2 separate regions of the Zea mays genome follow, and region 2 is linked to region 1. Evidence: chromatin contacts called from public Hi-C data. All regions are on one chromosome and are shown on one strand. The core of a region is the stretch at or near the end of the contact, and the rest is flanking DNA. Distances in the headings are between cores, read along the strand shown. Region 1 holds the start of LOC100382612. Region 2 holds the start of LOC103641778.

Region 1 (6,180 bases), core at 1,200-3,699:
TTATACTAAATTTTAACTCCCGTGGCAACGCACGGGCATTCACCTAGTAAGATATAAGGAGAAAAATATAGAGTGAATTGTTGAATATAGTCTAAATCCATTCTCAATCTGTATATTTCCTGGTAAGATAAAAAATAACTTCTCTTCAACAACTCCTTTCAGTTTCTTTACACTTGGAAAATCAATCTAATCGTGCGGACTCAAAGAGAGGGCTGTAATTTTTTTGGCGACACTTGTAGTATTAACTCTACTATTACCGCTTTTCGTCCTCTAACATCTCCAATTTATCGAAGTTTCCTTTTATTATTGCATCATGTCATTATTGTTTTCATTATGGGTGGAGGCGCAACAATAAATAGATTCACTAACTTAATCATTGGTCTTATCCTTCAGCTATTGTTTGGCTAGCTCTATTTCATAGTACTCAGAAACTAGGAAAGATGGACAACAGATTTTGGAAGAAAAATCAGATCTAGACAAAGCAGAGGAAACAAAAGTCTCGTGTACACAGGTGTGTTCCCATTTAGTTCATTTTCGTATGTAGTTGTATTTTTTTGGGAGACAATATAAAGCTAACTTAGAGCATCTTCCAGAAATTATAAAATTCACTTTCAATCTATATTTTTTGTAAGATTAAGTATAACTTCTCTTCCACCACTTCTTATTTTAACTTCCAGTTTAATGCACTTGGAAAACCAAACTAATCGCATGGAAATATCCGTGTACCTATCGATTCACCGGTTTGGAGGTACCATAACATGAAAAGAATAAGGAGTAACAGAGTTTTTTCAATGCAAATGCATAAGATCAACTTGAGTAGTTCTCTAAAACAATTTCTAAATCAACAATTTAGACAGCTAATCTAAAAACTCATCCTCAACATCTCTATATATGCTTTTATTTAAAATTTAGCTACTTCTCATTTAACCTCATTCTTCCTCTACATCTAGCAACTATTTAGCAACTCCCTAAACAAAAACTTATGTTACTTATTTATTTTGGTATTTTTTTCACTTTGTAGTAAAGATATATTAGAAGGGGCTTATACGCCGACCACCGATATACAATTGTGGCAACTAGTCATCTTGAGATTAAATAATTGACAATACAACAATCGTACATGCACACGTCGGAAATTATCGAATAAATAATTGTTGTAGCAAATAAAAAACCAACACAGCTCACCAGGTTGAATCTGTCATGTCAAAATTTTGAGATCGATATACGAAAGAGAGATGAAAACAAAAGTAAAAAAGTGGTCCCAATCAAACTGGTGGCATGATAAGTTTTAATATATTTAGACTCTAATATATAGAGAGGAGGAGATGAGTTTTTTTTTCTTCCTATATTATTTGAGGATTTGCTAAATCTAGCATTTAGGAAGTACAATTATACATAACTATTGGAATTACTCTACGAGAGTAAAGATACAAAATTATTTGGTGTGTTTTATAACCATTCGAAAATTTTAATACAAAATACTTGCTATATTTTAGAAACAAGTTTTTGAAAGTTGTTCGAACCGAAGAAATGTGATTTCAATATTTTATAGGCACTTAGAGAACTCATTGATTTATCGTATATGGCCTCTTTTGGATTGAGGGAAGTTTTTCTGTTTTCATGTGTTTTTCTGTGAAAGTAAATTGATTCATGTGAAATTTTCATATAATTTCTATGAAATTCTCGCATTCAAAAGGAGGCTTATATTTTGCTGGAAACTACCGAAGATGCTATAATTTATACTATTCTATTAAAATCTTAATCCTCAGTGCCGACACTCTGGGCCCACTCCAGACGCCCCGCATCGCGCGTCGTACCCTATGGACCTCACATCAACGCTTTCTATGGACCTCAGGGCTCGTGCAGCTACTGCGTCTACCTAGCACTCACCCCCACGCTCAATGTTCATAAAATTTAGGGCTAACCACTAGACAACACATATCTTAGTGTTTACAAATGAACAATAATTATATTTAAATAAATATATCAATATCTATTTATTTGATATATAACAATAGTAGCAAATCAGAGCAACTGACTAATTTTTTATATGGAAGAATATTCTTGCTTCCACAAATGTTCGTTTGCACCATTTTACGTACCACTCCATCTCACGCGGATATGGCGTCTTTCCGGTTTTTATTGTTTTTTCATGTTCAGTGAGTTTCCAAATAGTAAAGGTCATGTTTGGTTTCAACAGATTTTAGATAATGCAGAGGTAACACTTATCTAAAACAAAATCCTACGATCTTAGAATCTGAGTGAAACTGAACGCCGCCAAAACGGCGCAGCATTCCAACCATCGCCTTGCGCACTCCGCCTCAGCCAGCCCCACCGTTATCCCAACGGCGCAAACCCGCAAGTTCGTTCGTTGTATTTTGAGAAAATCCCGTTCCGGACGGGAGAAAAACGCAAATTAAAAGGCGAAACTAAGCCTAGCCAGCCGCTGCCCCCACCAGAGCAGAGGCCGCCACGCGCTCTCGTCCCTTCTCAACCCCTCCTTCTCCTCCGCTCCCCCCGCGCGGCGCGGAAGAGAGACCAAAGGGGACGGCAGCCAGGAAGGAAGAGGAGGCTTCGAGATTTTTGCGGAACCCCCACGCCACCCCCCTCTGCACACCACCACAACCTTCTCCTCATAGCCTGCCTCTCGCGTAGGGTTTGCGCGCGCCACCGTCTCCACTCCAATCCCAGCACCACCCGTCCTACCGCCGCCGCATTCGGAGCTCTGCATCTGCCTGCAGCCCGATTCGCCAATCGCCACCGAGCCTCGAGAAGCCTCGCCGTACCGGTTTGGGGATTTCTGGTTTCCCTTTCTCACTGTTACTGTTGCTGGGATCTGAGGAGTGTTTGTATTGGTGCTAATTGTTTCTGCCGATTTGGGCGTGATTATCCAGGCTGAGTGGTATTGGTGATGTCGGCTGATTAGATTTGGGGGTGTATTGGTAGAGGGGATTCGTTTTTTTTAGGAGGGGGACGTCTGGACGTCTACCTTCTCTGCTATTGGATTGGGCTCCGTGATCGAGACTGCTCCGTGAAGTTTTTGGTCCTAGGGATTGTGTTTTTTTGATCGGCCCGGACCAGGAATAGAGGGTTCTTCTCTTGAGAAGATCTAGGGCCGCGTGTTCTATCGTCGTCTGTAGATAAAATCAAAAGAAAAAAGAAAAAAAGAAAATAGAGAGGGAGAAAAAAAAGAGAGAGCGAGAGATATAGAGAGGTAGTGGAAGGGAGGTTGGAGGTTATGGCGCTGAATTACTCGTCACGCTCGCTCCTGGTGACCGATGAATGTGCCAACATGATGCTTGGTTGTGGGTGCTGGTCGGATGAGGCCTCTCCTGTATCATCCTCCGGGGTGAATTCACTGTGGTGGAATGAGCCTGAGATGGAGATGAAGGAGGCGGATCCTGTGGATCTCTTACCCACGGACCCCTTTGGGATGAACCTGGAAACTACGTTCACAGCTGCGATCGCCAGTTGCATCGGGGACCTCACGTTCATGTCTGGTGCTGGGCATTTTGGAAGCGGTGATGACGATGATTTCTCTGATGACCTGAGTTATTACTTGAACCAGGCTTTTATGCTCACTCCGGAGCCATGGAGTGGTGCCTATACTGGTGGTTTTGAGGATTCTTTTGTGTGTGGAGGCCTCTCAGGTGCTGGAGGCATGGAACAGTTTTCACGGTTGCCTCCTAGTATGTCCTACTCTATTGGGGTCATGGAGGACCCATATAGCTCTTGTCACCCAGCTTTGTCATGCTGTGATAATATGGTTGAGGAGGACCCATCTAGCTCTTGTAACCCAGCTTTGGCATGCTGGGATATGGTTGATGTTGCTCCTGTCCAGGAGGGAAATGATGCACATGAAGCGATGGTGTTTGTTCTGAGCTATCTTGGCTTACGTGACATCCTCTCTGTTGAGATGGTGTGCAAGTCATTGCATTCAGCTGTCCGGAACGAACCCTTTTTATGGAAGTGCATCCATATTGACTCGCGCTTGGGGAAGAAGATGTCTGATGCTGATCTTCTGTGCCTGACACAGAAGTCCCCAGGTTCTATGCAGTGCCTGAGTCTTATGCACTGTAACAACATCACAGATCAGGGATTGAAAGCTGTTTTAAAGAGTAATCTACAGTTAACAAAGGTTAGTATTGTGTGATCCATAGGAATCTGTTTTATTCATGATACATCTCCATAGGAATCTAGTTTTTATCTTACGATATTCTTGGCAATCCAACGTTATAATGTTATATTGCTGGCTTGCTGCACTATCTTATATTATTGTTATTGTCTTGAAAATGTTGTACATTGTTGTTGAATTCTGTACTTACAGCTCTGAGCATCCAGCCAATGTTATAGGGTGCTTATGTACTGCTGTGGTACATGGCTTGGCTACTCTCTATTTGGATATATGAGATGAACTGAAAACTTAGATTCAACATTTTTTTTCATTTAGCTAATTTCATTCATCTGTGATTTGTCTATATGATATTTGCCACTGAGACAAAGGTTAAGAGTTCGACACAGCCTCTCTGCAAAATGCAGGGGTACGGCTTTCAGTTATTCTATCAACAAACCCTACTCATGTGGGAGCTGCCAGCATTGGGTCTGTCTATAAAGATATTTGCCAGACCACAAACTAGAATGCAAAATAGCTAGAGAAGACTACTTACTTGCACTTGATAATATTGCATGTTTTTGCAGCAGAATACAAAGAAGGGTATTTTTAACTAAAGTTTATGATTTTTTTGACATGAATTTTTATTTGCTTTATAGTATTTCAGTTTTGTTGCAATATCAATTGAACTGGTATGAAAAACTTGTGCTACCAGTTTTGGCAATCCACATTTCTCCATTTACTTAACTGCCTCTTGTCTCTATTTATTTTTTGATACAGTTGGGCATTTTTGGTGCTTTCCGGATTACTTATCAAGGTCTTATTGACAGTCTGAGGTCATTTAATATGGAAACAGATATTGGTATAAAGAAACTCAGAGTTACAAATCACGTCACTGCATCAGAAGCGCAATATGAAGAGTTGTTGTCCTTGATGAAAATAGACAAGAAGATGGCATTACACAAACAGGAGCCTCGGATCTTTCATTCTGGTCGTCTTTTACTAGATCTTTATGGTGGATATGTTCCCGATTCTTTCGTACCAGAGCTTCATGATGAATTTGCTCTTGATATTGAGAAGTGCCCTCTTTGTCCAAACTACAAACTTGTTTATGATTGCCCATCAAAGGAGTGCAAGAACAGCAGACATAGTACTTGCAGAGGGTGTATTGTTTGCATCTGGAGATGTTTGCTATGTGGGAGATGTATAGACATTGCCAATGTGTTCCAAGAGTCGTTTTGTTTGGGGAAACTTTGCCGTGACTGTGTCAAATATGAAGACTTGCTCCCCACAGAAAAGTAGATGTTCGAATCTGTTATCTTCATTGGATGGATACAGTTTTAACTTTTAACATAACATTTCTTCTGTTGATTGATGCTCCCATCCATCAGTATCTTGACTGAGTATTTCTAACAAGGAAAAGAAAAAAAAGAGGTATACCAATTTGCTATCGGTGTAGTTGCAATGACTGAAATTGTTTTTGCTTACAAGAAAAAGAAAAAAAACGGTATAACCAGAAGACGATCATGGTTTCCCTATCAAGGTGTCAGCCGACAACTAACAATTGCGGTAGGTGATGTTACACTTCTAATAATATTCTTTTGGTCCTTACAGCAATTTTGTACTGGCTCAGTTAATGCATGAAACTAGAATACCGGTCTCCAGTCGGGCCCGAGTCTTTTGCTGAGTCCCTTGTACTTTTGTTTCAGGTATGTTTCCTTTTGGAATAATCAAGTGCTCTGCTCCGGAGTTTGGACAACAGTACAAACATTCTCCCAGCAGGCTGCTTGATGCTGCATCTTCCTGGAACATCAGAAGTTATTGATTTCATTTGCCCTCAAAATATCAGATGTATCTATCTGTCCAATGTTACCTATCTAGCTGTGTGGCTGTGTGCTATGTTACTTGACAATTGACAAGTTATTGGAATAAATAAAGACAAACTTCTAACTTAACTAGATTCTTTCTCGCTTGCAGATGCTCTGGGGCCTGTTTTTGCCTGGTGTATTTTCAGTTCTTTTTTTCTGGCTGCTATGCTTGTTATACCGTTTGTCTGGGAACTGTGTCCG
Region 2 (6,180 bases), core at 1,184-3,683, 120 kb before region 1:
GAGATAGGACCTTCACAGCTCGAGGGGGCTCCTTCGACACAGCCATTACAACCACAGGATCGTAGGCGACACCGCTCTCCACAACGTTACACTCCAGGCACCGACGCTTTAGGCAAGGGTAAGACTAGGAGACGTTGAATTGGTTTGGACTCTATGGACTTGTTATGTAACGTATGAATTATATAGACTTGTAATGGACTCATTTGGCCTCTACGGGCTTGTATGACATTTTAATGGACTTGTATGAATTCTATGGACTTGTAATGAACTTGTTTAGACTTTTATGAGCTTGCTTGGAATTGTTTACAATTGTATGCACTTGTATGTTATGCTTATCTATGAGTATGTCTTGGATTGACAAAAAACAGAGAAAACTCTGCCGAAATTTTGTGAAATTGTTGGTTATGTCATGTAGCCTTTACATAACTATTACATAGCCTTTTCAGAAGCATTAATTTTAGGACTAGCATCTATACTTTTCAGATCCATTTCGTAGCCTTTTCAGGAGTGCTTATATAGCCTTTTCAGAGTGTAAAAATAGCCTTTTCAGGATTGTATATATAGCCTTTTCAGAAAAAGAACATAGCGTAGGACATGTAGCCTTTTCAGAACTAGAACATAGCCCTTTCAGAGTTTTTGTACATATCTGATGTTTATAATCTATTACACTATCTATCCTTTAGCCTATATATACACGATCCTTTGTACATTTGCTTCATTGTGCAATAGAATGGCTTCAGGGTCTTCTAGGGGCAAGGGTGCGGTAAATGAGAGACGAAAGGATGGAGGGAAGTTAACTCCAATGTCTTTTGATGGCCCTCTTGGTCCAGATTTTTTTGAAGAGGCGGTTTTTAACTTTCCAGTTCAAAGTAAAAAAGATTTCAACAAAGAGGTTAGACTTAGGTCCTACGATAATAGGAGAGAAGATTGGCCGAAGTGCATGCATGGCGAGGATTGCTTGGTGCAGATGTTCGTTGAGGGTGGAATTGATGGAGGCCGGCGTTTCTTCAGATGTCCTTATGCATATGTACAAATTAATTTCTAGTCCTTTTTTCTAAATACATGGTGGAACTAACTATAAACATTTATGCAGCATTCATTGGTCAAGGAGAATTGTGGGTTCACTCGTTGGGTAGATCCTCGTCCAATTTTTCCTCATGCGGAATACATATCCTACCTACAGAATAGGATATTTGATCTAGAGAGAGAAGTAAGCAACAAAAATGATGAGGAAGAAAGAGACACAAACAATGGTGGTGCTTCACAGGTGCAAGTATGCCCAGATCCATATTGTTGCTGCCCTTGTCACAACAAGAATGTTGGTCCTCCGTCGTCTCCACCGCACCCACAGCAGACACCAACAATGGGAGGATACTATGGGGAAGGCTCAACTCAATTTGGAATGTGGGAGCACTACTAGAAAACTCTTATGTATCAATTGCTTTTAGCGTGTTGGTTATCTATTTCAATTGCTTCAAGTCGCCTTCAAGAATTGCTTTAAATCTACTTTTCATGAATTATGTATTTATGTAATTTTTCATCAATTTGAAGGTAATTCATTACGAAATATCATTGTTCGACAATACATATTACCGAATAATAAGTTCATTATTACATAACTTCAAATAAAACACCAATACTACTGAGTACAACGGGGCCATTTGCCTTTGCGAAATGCATCAGGGTTCTCCTCCATTGCTTCCTTTGCACGACGTGCACGCTCAAGCTTCTTCTCCTTATCTTCCCTGCATTCAGCAACACGCCTCATTTTCTCTTCGTCTTCACGTTGTTGCTCGGCAGCAAGCTCCTCTCGTCTTTTTTTCATCCTCTCTTTGTCCTCTGCATCCCACTTTTGAAGATTCTCCAGCCACTTCTTATCTTTCTCTGATATTTCGGTGTCAATCCACTGCTCAAAATCACATAGCGGTGGAGGAGTCTACAAAATGTGCAATTATTAGTACGCAAAAAAACATTTACAAAAACATTCACAAATGTAAACATATTACAAGACTATTCTCACCATTAAATTCATCCGACGTTGAACAACAGTTGGCTCAAATGCAAAGTTAGCACACATCCAATACCTCTGTCGATAGGTGTCATGATCTTCAGACTTATCGACCTTACAAGGATCACCACAAAAACACATAGGCACTGGAACACCACTTGGCAAAGGCAGCGGGTCGAAGGCAGTTCCGGTCAAAGGACCCTTCCTAAATTTCCATAAACTCTATAACAATCAGAAATATAATAGACTCACAAAATAAGAGGCAGATCCAAAACTTACCTTTGTTTAGCATATTTACCACGCCTAGACATCTCTAGTTTAGAAGAATTGAAATGAGCACAGCAACAAGCCAGACGTAGGGTACTATTTATAGGAACGTACCTCGGCGCCATAGATCTTGGCGCCGAGGTAGGCGTCGTTGACCGGGCGCCTACCTCGGCGCCAAGATCTATGGCGCCGAGGTACGTGCCACGTCAATCCAGATCCCACCGGCGTCTGACGTATAAGCGCCAATAGTATTGGCGCCGGCACACACATGCTCGGCGCCAATGATGACGGCGCCGAGCTAAGGGTCCATTTTTTGAAATGAAACTGCCAGGGGCATAAATGTGGGAAAAAAACCCGAAAAGGGCCAAATTGCAAAAAAGTTGGTGCGGCCGACGCGTTCGTTCCGTGCCGGCCAAGTCGCTGCGCGCTTGCTCTGCTCCTGCCGTGCCGCGGCACGCCGCGCGGGCGTGCGTGCGTCAGCGCTTACAGATGCCTCACTCTTTAGTTTTTACCCGTTCTTATTGCCGAGAGCAGCAGGGGGGCTTCGCCGGGCGGGCGCTGGGTGCTGCGCTTCCGCCGTGCGCCCAACACAAGTGCCTTTATCGCTTTTTTTCCCTTCTTGAGGGACAAAAACGGTGCTGCCGAAAGCGAAGATCTCCTATTCTTCTCCAAGTGCAATGTCCGCATCACGCTGCAACTACTCATAGCTGCTGACGTCCTCACGAGAGAATGAAACGGCACGCTTTCTATCATTCTATGGACGTCTTCGTCTAGTCTTTGTTCAGAAAGTGCCGGTGTTGCTCATCGCTCGTGTCTTCGGCGGCTCGGCCTCCAAACGGCTGGTAGCCTGGTAGTGGTAGAGATAGAGTAAAATAACTAATTTTTTATATAACTCCAATCAAAATGAAATATATGTGTGTATATATATAATGTCTAGTCTCATTTCACTATATCTAAAATAAATAAATAACATGCAATAACCCCATAATATAATACAGTACGATGATACGATTTTGGTCTCCTAAACAAACCACAGCCGGACCATCAAACAGCTATACAACACGGAGACCCTGCCCCCCTGCAAGGTTGTAACCTGTTCACCAGTCACCACGCAGCCGTGCGCCGCTTTTCTGTATGCTGGCAGCCAGTGCCCCGTGGCCCATGGGCGCAGGCCTTATCGGCCGCGATCCTGGCCAGCGCCGCCCGCTCGGCGTCGCGTCTCCGGTCAGGCCGTCACGGCGGCTCCACGTGTGGCCGGCGGGGAACACGTGTAAGGAACAACGCCCAGCAAAGCTCTCCTTCCTCATTAGGATGGCATTGGATAAATATATCCAATTTACACACAGTCATACTCATACTCACTAAGGCTTTGTTCGTTTACACCAATCCCGCTTTGGATTAGCATGGATTGGAATTAAATCCATGCCTCAATCCATGTCCCAAAATAATCCATGACTACTTAATTTTTTTTATTCGGTTAAACCCATCATGGAATATAACCCAAAGGTTTGGAAATTTTTTAAACTATGGAAGATATGGATTCTATCCATAGCCCATTAGGTATGGAACAAATCCATGAGATATTGCACAAGTTTACATTAGAATCCATGGATTAAAAGAATAACTAGCTTTGAAAGTCACATTGATTTGTTAATGGATTTAATCCCACCATAGGATTGGGTGTGAGATATGGATTCACCCAATCCATACCCAAATTAAATCCATGGCGGGATTATATCCCATGTAACCGAACAAAGTCTAAAGAAAAATATCTCATACTTATACCTACTAAGCATTATATACTCATATTCGTTAATATTATAATAAACATGATGATAAAAGTAAATATTGTATACGAAATGTTAAAACCACATACCTTATCAGTACTACAAGATACTAAAATAATATATTATTTATGTGTTAGCATGACAAATTTATCGAACCCAGCATAATTTTATCACAAAGTCAACACTATTTAGCACAAGTCCTTTAATTCGAATGCACATGTCATATGTTAGCGAGTTTAATATCGAGCTAGCGGGTATGGAACAACAGAGAACATACTCATACCTATCATATTTAGTAAAATATACATGAGTATCAAAATTCAACATACTTATGCTCTAATAGGGTTCTACTCATTGGATATTGGGCTTTGGTTAACTATTGGTATCCCTGCTCCTCACGGCTCCCGCTCTATCCATGCGTCCATGCATGATCCATCAATCCATGTACCGTAATATGGTCCCGGGTCTCCGTCTGGATGTCACGTAATACAATCCGACGTTTGTCGTGCTCGTGCGTGGGAGAACGTTGCATCAGCAGTGGCCCACACACCAGCCTTCTCGACTCGTGTCAGCGTTTGGCCCCCCACACGTCAGATCGTGGGGCCAGGAGGTACGAAAAGTGTGATTGTGTGAACCGGGAGATGCGGAATTGCGGATGGAGGGAGGGAACAGACTTGGCTGAAAACACGTGTTGTTCATGTGACTGAGAGGATTGGTGTGTTCATTCATATATAATAACTTTATTCTTACATAACAGTAAATAACATAGCATTTCCTATTTTATCCATACTTTTTATGGCCACATCGTGACCTTACTTTAACATTTCTAATTTGGAAGGTATCTTGTGCTCACAGACCATTCGAACTCATCTGAACACCTTAATTTTGGTTCACTTCATTTTGGTGCATCAATGACCAATCCAAGTATCCAACGATGAACGTAGGCCGTAGCCAACGATGAACGACAAAAATCACTTATCCCGACACAGGAAACTCGTAGACTATTGTTGGACAAAACCTAAGTGGAAGGGGATAAGTAAAATTTGTCGAACATCGTTGTATTACTCACAAATGCACCAGATTTAAATGTTGGATTGTATGTGTGGAGCGACATTATTGTTGGGCTACCAAACCTTTAGAGTTAGGGTTCTACGTTTATATATGTAATCACCATCTCTATGCAATACAATCAAAGAGTTTCCCATTTCAATTTGGTACCAAAGCTATTTTTTTCTTTTCTCTCTCTACTCCCATCCATGGCAGTCGTTGGGCTTCCCCTGGTCGGCTGTTGCGCCATCTCGTCAGCTCCTCCTGGCCGCCGCCTGGATGTCATCCCCTGCCCCTCCCACGACCTCATCTTCCCCACGACGCAGGGAAACCCGACGCCCCTCCATGCTCTGCGTGTCTGTCGTTCCCTTCCTCCACCCCTGCATTCTTCTCGCTGGGTCGCCGCCACCGCAAGGCCCGCTGCCGCAACTGCCTCTTCTCGCTTGGATCTTTGCCCCCGTCGCCCTTCCCCTTCATCGCCTTTGTTGGATCCGTCACTGCCGCGGTCTTCCCGCTCGGATTCACCGTTGTTGTGACCTTCCCGGCTCGATCCATCGTCCCTTTGGCTGGATCGCCGTCTTCCCAGCTGGATCCATCGTTGTCGTGGCCTTCCCAATCGGATTTGCCTTTACCCCTTCTATTCTATCGCGACCACCATGACAGGCGCAGACGCGTGTGCTGCCGCTGGGCTCCCTGGCGAGGCTCCTCGATGTCCGGACGATCGAAGAAGCAAGAAGTTTGGCCTGCTTGTGCTCTTTTGTTGTGTCGCCCTACTGACCGCTGACGCTCGAACGTCGACCCCTCCCCCCTGAAGAACAGGCTATTTTTGCGTGTCTCCCGACCACGACCTCCTCAACTTCGACTACCTCGACATCCAGGGGCTATCGTCTTCTTGGAGTCCACATTAGTCTCTACTCCAGCCGCAACATTCACACCCACATGACGTGTGACTGCGGGGGATATCAACCCGTCATCTCCTACCTTCGGCTTCTACTCTAATCTCATTGTGTGTGGTGCCCCCGTTGTGACTATGTGTGTGGGCCGACGCCACTGTTGGGCTGCCGTCCCATT

Evidence for each region. A called contact is a pair of places that touch in the nucleus more often than the background predicts.
Region 2: a Hi-C map of leaf shows a contact between it and region 1, with 4 times the contacts expected there. The contact joins the promoter of LOC103641778 here to the promoter of LOC100382612 in region 1. A contact is called at or near these places in 1 of 25 Hi-C or Micro-C datasets (leaf) and 1 of 3 datasets of contacts at active chromatin or transcription factors (seedling).

The regions. Positions count from the first base shown.
Region 1 is chr10:128,844,118-128,850,297 of Zm-B73-REFERENCE-NAM-5.0, reverse strand. LOC100382612 reads left to right here and starts at 2,449. Exons shown (of 3, transcript NM_001366798.1): 1 at 2,449-4,138; 2 at 4,892-5,680; 3 at 5,821-6,066. The coding sequence starts at 3,239. The coding sequence ends at 5,413.
Region 2 is chr10:128,961,477-128,967,656 of Zm-B73-REFERENCE-NAM-5.0, reverse strand. LOC103641778 reads right to left here and starts at 2,433. Exons shown (of 3, transcript XM_008665113.3): 1 at 2,288-2,433; 2 at 2,021-2,213; 3 at 1,560-1,936. The coding sequence starts at 2,400. The coding sequence ends at 1,640. LOC109943199 reads left to right here and starts at 694. Exons shown (of 2, transcript XM_020546131.1): 1 at 694-1,027; 2 at 1,094-1,445. The coding sequence starts at 731. The coding sequence ends at 1,420. It overlaps LOC109943021 (protein MAIN-LIKE 1-like), which reads left to right. Exons shown (of 8, transcript XM_020545761.3): 8 at 1-562. The coding sequence ends at 138.